Regions from separate parts of the Mus musculus genome. Here region 2 is linked to region 1. A link is a contact called in public ChIA-PET data. All regions are on one chromosome and are shown on one strand. The core of a region is the stretch at or near the end of the contact, and the rest is flanking DNA. Distances in the headings are between cores, read along the strand shown. Region 1 has its middle 27 kb from the start of Gm39612. Region 2 overlaps 0610010F05Rik (RIKEN cDNA 0610010F05 gene).

Region 1 (4,030 bases), core at 1,124-3,623:
CTCTCCCTCCTCCACCTCTTTCTTTTTTTGAGACAGGATCTTACACTGTAAGTCAGGTTAATCTAGAACTCATGTTGTAGCCCAGGCCATAGGCATTAGCCTCCTATTCTCAAATCCTAAACTCAGTCCTGCCTCAGAGGCTCTGTACCTCTGTTTCCCTCTGCCCCAAACTCTGTAGATCTTGGTAAGGCTGTGAATGAAGCCAGCAGGGTTGCCACGAGCACATCTCTAGTTTATGTACTATAAAGATCATGGACTGTATGTTGGTGAGCCTGAAATTCAAAGTGCTGGCCTCTGTTTCACAGGTCTTAAAGAAGAGGCACATGTTCCTTCACCAAAGGTAGAGTCCTTTGGACGGCGCCTTTGGGGCAATCTTCAGCTATTTCCATGCACCACAGAAAGTAAGTGGTGGCCCATGACTCTGGCCTTCTTCTCAGGTTAGAAGGGTTTCTTCTCTGCTGACTGATAACCCTGTGCCTAATTCAAGCAAAGGTCAATCCAGTTAGCACATCTGACTGAGGTAGGAGGAGAGAACTCATCTTAAAAGCTGACTCTGGGCTTTGGTTCAGTTCCTTCTTGACACCAAGCACTTCATTGTCCTGTAAGGAGATTTTGAGCGACAAAATATAATGAGCATCCCTGCAGGAAATGGTCACACCATGATGGGGCCAGGAGGGCGAGGAAGATGGAGTTCTGAGAACTCTTAGTGCAGTAGGAGTGTGTGTGATGGTGTGTGTGTGTGTGAGAGAGAGAGAGACAGACAGACAGACAGACAGAGACAGAGAGACACAGAGAGAATATGTGAGAGTGTGTATATGTGTGCATGAGTGTGTGTGAGTGTATATGTATGAGTGTGTATATGCCTGAGTGTGTATAAGAGTGTGTATGAATGTCTGTGCATGAGTGTGACAGTGTGTATGCTTGTGTATGTGAGTGTATGTATGTATATGCGTGTGTATGAATGTATGTGTATGTGACAGTGTGTGTGTGTGCATGAGTGTGTGTGACTGTGTGTGTATGAGTGTGTGTGTGAGTGTGACTGTATGTGTGTGAGAGTATATGTGTGTGTATGAATGTGTGTGTGACTGTGTGTGTGAGAGAGGGGGGAGGAGAGGGAGTTTGTGTGTGTGTGAGAGAGAGATCTTTGAGCAATGAGGGGAGAGTATGAGATCAATGGTCACAGAAGGGGTGAGACCTAGTGGAATCTGGCCTGGCTCAAAGAATCATAGAGTCCTGGTCTCTAAGTGCAACTAATTTATTCCCACAGGTGTTTCAAATGAGACTTTTGGGGCTTTAAGGAGAGAAAGGCTGCTCTTCATCGCTGGGGTGACTTTTGTAGACCATTGTAGAAAGCTGTATTTCAGAATCCAAGTGGAAACACAAGTCACTGTGTTTTGGAGCAGGGTCCTTTTGCTATCAAGCACTCGCTTCTCCAGCTCAGAACTCAATGCCATCATCAAGCTGGGCTATTTCTCCAGGACAGTTAAACGCTTACCAACATGCCGCTGGGCATGGACAACTTCTGCTGTTTTCAGAGATGTTCTATATCTTCATACAACACAAGTTCCCTTGAAAAGGTAGCAAGTGTGACAAAGTGCCATGATGATCCTGCCTGAGGCAGCCACAAAGAGATTCTGCTGCCTCCCTCATAGGAAATGCTCCCTGGAAACTGGGTTGAGGGAGTCCAGGGTGGTTGGACGTGGTCAGTCATTGTTACTAGCTGATCCCCTTCATGATCACTTAACTGTTGCCAGGTTCTAGGGTAAACTCTGGACACCCAGCACCTCATCCCTCTCCCCTGGGGACCGGTACTAAGGCCATGCATACTTCCCATCCTGCTTGAGTCACTCCGGAGCAGTTAGGGAGCCTGAAAGCACAAAGAGCAGGACACCAGCTCTGACAACATTCTGCTGGACACCGCCACCCAGTGATAGCGAGGGCAGCACATTAGGAACACGTGAGAGAGGGAGCAATCACGTGGCGAGGTGAAAACCAATAAGCATTTCAAGGGTGGAGCTTCCTCTCCTCAAAGCTACCAAATACTCCAGGGGGTAGAGCAGTAGACCACTTCCTTCCCAACGGGCACCCTATGTTTTAGAAGCACCCCTTAACATGTCTACACTTAGTACCTAGCCTCCAGAACGGGTCTGTCCCGGGTACAATCAGACCACCTCCAGCATAGCAAGCGGTAAGTGGAAACCCTAAAGAGCACCGCGGCAGAGGTTAGGGCTTCTCCACTTCATGTGGCCAGGGTGCCTACAAGTACCAGGACAGGTACTCAGAAAGCATCAAAGGAGCCCTTGCTGGAGTCAGCACAGGGACCGAATGGCCCAGGAGAGGAAAAGAGTGTCTTATTCTCACCTTTTGTTGAGGGAGGAAGTGATGAATGTTTCTGCCACCCCTGCCACAGCAGATCAGATCTCCCATGGAGGAAACTCAGGAACCACAAGACAGCCGCCGCGCGGGAGGCTCACCAGGCGCCTCGTGCCTGTATTCTCCTTTAGCTCATGTGCGATGTTTCCGCCCCAGCACACATTCCCTTGTGACAAGTGGAAAGCTAGCTTAAAAAAAAAAATCTGGAAAGAATGAATGTGGCAAAGCAAGAGCAGATACCACGAGCCTAACAAGAGGGGACACGCTGAGCCCTGGACTCAGGCTGGAAGAAGGGGGCTCCCCGAGGAGGCCCCTGCAGTGCTAACTAACCCAAGTTCTCTGCAGCCTGAGTTTCTGACAGGCCCTCTCGACTCCTGGGTAGTAAACGGACAGCTGTGAGAAGGGCCACAGGACAGGTACTGCCTGCAGCCCTAAATTACACACACATGTGGTACTCTGGTCAAACTTATAACCAGAGTGACCCCAGCAAGTCTCATGTCCCTTCTTAGCTTCCTGTGCCACAGTCTGCTTTGCTGAAAAGTGGGAGTGTTAATAACGGTGTCTAAATTAGTGAGGATATAGAACAAAGCACGGTACAGTCTCCCATGTGAGCACACTGGCTTTGATTTCTGCAGCTGACACCTGCCCTCAAGCTGTTCCTACAGAGAGGCTAACTCTTACCATTTTAATACTTAAGTGAAAGGCTAATATGAGATAATGATTTTAATAATCTAGCCTATCCCTCTCCAAATTTCTACCAAGCATATCCCTGCCCTCACGGTGCCCTGGTTTCTTGTGTTGTGTGTCTCCTTGTCTTTTTTTTCTCACAGTCACACTTCAGAAGGGCTGGGAAGCAAACACTATCCTTGGGGTAGGGTGGGGTGGAGAGGAAATTTGATGGAGCCTCTGATGACTCATGAACTGCTCCTGCTTAGACAGAGAGCCCAGACTGGAGTCTTTGGGCCATGAAATGAAGCTGTTTCCACCTGGGGCAGACATGGGCCCCGAAAACAATGGTCTTATTCTTTTTGTTCCTAGGTTGCATTGGCTCATCTGGCTGCAGGTATGGCCTTTGGGGGACCTGGCTAATTTGTCTTGTTTCTAGTTTCCTAAAGATCCTTCCATCTTTGTGGAAAGCCATGGGATGTGTTATTCTGAATGCGCCCTGCCCCTGGGTAATTCTCCAGAGGCCCACGCACAGGGCCTTCAGTGGGGAGTGCTCAAGGTGAGAACCTTGCAGGAAGGACCTGGGATAGATAGGAGAGGCCAAGCTCTTAGGTTGTCACAAAGGCAGCTCCCTCCAGTAGCACTTAAATCCCTGGAGCCCATGGCCACTTGGAAAGGAGTACAGAGCCGACTTCTAGTCCCCATATACATTGCTAGATGCTGCTTACCCTGGAATCAGGCAGTGGCTCTCAAGCCGGGGCAAATTCTTCAGAGGCTGTGTGTGGCTGCAAGCTGCAGCAGCCAAGCTGTCCGGCAGCTGCAGGTGAGCACCCATGCCCCGGAGCAGCCACCACCAGCTGAGCTCTGGGCCCCTTCTTTCTCTCCCTTCTTTTACATATTTTTTATTCTCACAGTATAATACCGAATGCCAGGTTTTTAGCAATCTATCAGGCATGTGCTCAGGTTCCATTTCTGCTGTTTGTCTGATAAG
Region 2 (4,030 bases), core at 392-2,891, 270 kb before region 1:
TATAATGTTATTTTCATACAGAAAAAGCAGAGGAAAAGGTAGATGAAATATAAGGATGGAAAATGATTGCATGAGACTCAACACTGGTGGGTCAGCAAAGATGGTGGAGTGGGTTAAGTGCAATAGGACCCTTGGCACACACAGAAAGGTCTGAGTATGGCTCTGTGAGAATGGCTGTGTGACTGTGGCTGTGTGAGTGTGGCTATGTGACTGTGTGAGTATGGCTGTTTGAGTATGGCTGTATGTGTGAGTGTGTCTGTGTAGGTATGTCTGTCTGTGTGAGTATAGCTGTGTGAGTATGGCTGTGTGAACATGGCTGTGTGAACATGGCTATAAGAGTATGAATATGTCTGTGTGAGTGTGTCTGTGTGGGTGTGTCTGTCGGTGTGAGTGTGGCTGTGTGAGTATGACTGTGTGTGCGCCTATAACCCTAATGCTGGTGCTTTCTAGCCATCAACCTGGCAGAAAAACGGGAAGCTCCAGGTGGATGAGAGACTCCATCTTGAAGGAACAAGATGGAGAATGGCTGAAGAGGGAAACTACAGAAATAATCACTGGTGAGATAGAAGACACCTGCAATCTCACTGTAGCCAACAGAATGCTACAGTGCCTGCCACTGTCCAAGCACTGCAGTGTCATGTGCCAGTGAGAGGTCACGGAGACATGATGGTGCTTATTTAAAATGCCACTCACTTGCAGTTGAAGCTGAGTAGGTTTCAACCGAGTGCCCTTGGTGTCAGCTCACAATGAACTGGACTGGTGTATCTCCCTGTAAGTGAGAGTCAGATCGGTTTTGAGAACTCACCGTGAGGTGAGGAGAATGTAGCAGATACAAATGACCTTGCTCCTGCCATGCTGGGACTATACAGGCCTCAGAGAGACAGCCTGCAGTTGAACTCCAGGGAAACAGAGCTTGGTGTCATCCTCTAATCATTTGATGGCTTGGGACACCTAAGGTGGTCAAGAAAACTGGGTCTGTTTGTAATGAGACATGCAAACCAACAAGTAAGCACTGTATCAGAGCCATGTCAGATACCTACACAAACAGCCTATGATGAGTCAGGACTGATTTTATATTGGGCAGTAGAAAGGATCCTATGATGAGAAAGTAACTTCTAACCCAAAATGTGGTTTATATGAAAGAGCCTTGTGGATAGTGGGACAGCTGGACAGTGGGACAGTGGAAACACATTCCTCTAGGCTGTGAGACTGGGTTTATCCTGGGGTAGCAGGTGGATTAGAGTAAAGCAGTGTGGTAGTTTGTGAACACTGAAGTATGAATACAAGCCACTCATATGTTAAGTCACCAGAGCTGCTCTGTAACAGATGATACAAAGTAGGAATGACAGCCAGGGGAGTCAGAGCATTTGTAGCACTTCTGTAAAAGCTATGACGGGTAGGCATAGTGAGATGGAGAGAAACAGACTCAGGTGATCCTTCCAGGGCCCAAACACATACACACTGTCACAGGAAACACAAACTGTCACAGGAAACACATACACACTGTCACAGGAAACACAAACTGTCACAGGAAACACATACACACTGTCACAGGAAACACAAACTGTCACAGGAAACACATACACACTGTCACAGGAAACACAAACTGTCACAGGAAACACATACACACTGTCACAGGAAAACATTCAGTAACACTGTAAAAGCACAAAGAAAGAGACTACTGAGGACTGCAGGGGCAGGTACAGGGACCAGTGCAATGGAGCACTGTAATGGAGCAACTGGGCTCAACTCTGAATACACTCTGACAAACAGAATTTAGCCAAGAGCAGTATAGAATTACTGAATGGAAACTAAGAGTAAATATTTAGGGGAAGAGGATTCTGGCTAAAGTGATGGAATCAGATTTTTGTTGTGGACAAGCCAGGTGGTCAGACATCACCTGCAGAACAAGAACAAGGACCCTGATCCTCCAGAAGATGATAACCAGACAGTGGGCACTGTGGGAGGTAGGCAGGCAGAAGGTCTAGGGGATGGTTCTGACAAAACAGCTAAGTAATGATCTCTCTCTCTCTCTCTCTCTCTCTCTCTCTCTCTCTCTCTCTCCCTCCCTCCCTCCCTCCCTCCTTCTCTCTCTCTCTGTAATTCAAATTATAGGAAGAGGTACAATAGACTTTCACCTTACAAAATTTGAAGCTACCTTCCAAACAAATAATAACATATGCAACAATACATGATATTTATGGATAAATTACTATAAGCCAGAAAGTACTGTATTAATTATCTACACCTACTAATTTATTCACTCCCAATAATTCTATAACATTATTCCAGAATTCATTTCCCATACAGACCAGCTGTGAGGTAGATTGCGAATGCTAGCCCATTAGAATTGGACTGGCTAGGTAACCCAGTGCCTCTGGCCTGGGAGTTACTCAAGGATACCAAGAGGTTGGCTGAAGAATCACTGCCAAGTTTGGAGACAAAAGCCTTTTAAATGTTTATTTAAGTTTGCCATCAGCAAAAAATATGACAGTTCCAGCCTCAGGTAGCAGAGCAATGAAACACCTCAGAGCTCCTGCCTGAGCGCTGCAGAGAAAGGTAGAAAGGTAGCACATATGTGCTGGGCACCTGTGCAGCTTCCCTGTGGCATTTCCACTCATACGGTGCTAGCGGGGATCAAAGCCAGGCTACTGTGCACCCGAGGCAAGTGTACTATTATTGAGCTATACGCCTGGTGTGCTGCAGGACTACTATTGAGCTATACTATACGCCTGTTCGCTGTAGTATTTCAACCCTTAAATGATTTGCTAAATGTTCTGAGGCGGGGTCTTGAATGGAGGATTTTCCTACTTCAGTTTCCAGAGTGATGGGGTGTGCTGCCACACTCAAATAATCTTAAAACCTAAGGTTTTCACCAATTTTCACAGCTAATTTTCCAGGGAATTATGTAGAATACAGAGCACTCCAGTCTCCTCAGACAGCAGAACAAGTCAGATCAAGGGACTTTCTCCACAATTTTTGTCATTGCCATTTATTTCAATAAGTTTGAGCTCAGAATTAATGTAAGGAAAACCTTAACGTACTTGGCAGAAGAAATGCCTGTCCATGTATCACAGACAGATATAAAATACAAAGCACATTCTGTAGAGAATCAGATTTTACTCGAGTCTGTTAACATCAATCAGTAAAGCAGCCCCCTCTGGGGAGAAGCAATGAGCACTTCTACCATCTGTGAAAATCAAAAGAGCATATTCCCTTCTAATTACAATGATCATAGATTGCTTACACATATAAATCCAAATCCTTCTATCAGAGAATCCAGGAGCCAACTATAAGGCTGGTACTCGTGGGATTTACATATCACATACAAAGAAATACTTTCTTGAAAATAAATATGATATAAGCTATTTCCAAAGTATCAGATAACTGAAAGGCATTTGTACACCAGAATAAAATTTCCAAATAGATATTAAAAGCATAATTACCAAATAATTAAGAGCTTCATATAGCAACTAAAAGATACTAAAAATTATAATTTCTTTTTGTGTAAACTAGGTGTAAGACATGAATTTTTCTTTTACAATTGCTGTTCCCTTACATCATCAAGATTTATTATCTGAATAATTTGAAGACATCAATCACAAAGCAGAGAAAAACTAAACATAGAAACAGTGTGCATCTCACGGTTCTCAGAGACCTATAAACAATTTCCAAACACATAACTTAGTACATGCTTACAGTCTGGAACAAAATTTCCCTGAGTATGCTATCTACCTTGTTAGAAAAAAATTAAAACATGATCTATAAAACAGTTTTATGTGAATATCTGAAGTTCCCAGCCGTCTCCTCTACCTGGGAACTTTAAGACCTCTCTTCGTACCTAGCAATCATGCTGTGAGGGAGCTCAAGCAGACTTAGAGAATGGATGGGTCTGACCGTGCCACAGAACTGAAATGACTCACCACTCAGAGTGCCACTAGCTTCATCCAGAAGCGAGGCAAGGATTGGATTTTAGGCTCAAATGATTTACAGATAAGCATGAAAAACTGAAAGAAACAGAAGTTCAATA

What was found. ChIA-PET counts read pairs in DNA pulled down with a chosen protein or histone mark.
Region 2: a contact with region 1 is called in an RNA polymerase II ChIA-PET map of memory CD8 T cells, with 12 read pairs. The contact joins two enhancer-like sites. A contact is called at or near these places in 2 of 115 datasets of contacts at active chromatin or transcription factors (effector CD8 T cells and memory CD8 T cells).

What each region holds. Positions count from the first base shown.
Region 1 is chr11:23,844,193-23,848,222 of GRCm38.p6, forward strand. No RefSeq gene overlaps it. Among named protein-coding and RNA genes, the nearest start is that of Gm39612, 27 kb to the left of the region's middle. Within about 2 kb of position 2,374, at least 96 of the 459 cell types and tissues checked have an H3K27ac peak or open chromatin away from gene starts, as enhancers often do. A contact at or near this core is called in memory CD8 T cells, where this site is marked.
Region 2 is chr11:23,570,805-23,574,834 of GRCm38.p6, forward strand. It overlaps 0610010F05Rik (RIKEN cDNA 0610010F05 gene), which reads right to left. Exons shown (of 22, transcript NM_027860.3): 22 at 2,447-4,030. Among named protein-coding and RNA genes, the nearest start is that of 1700093K21Rik, 54 kb to the left of the region's middle. Within about 2 kb of position 1,642, at least 17 of the 459 cell types and tissues checked have an H3K27ac peak or open chromatin away from gene starts, as enhancers often do. A contact at or near this core is called in memory CD8 T cells, where this site is marked.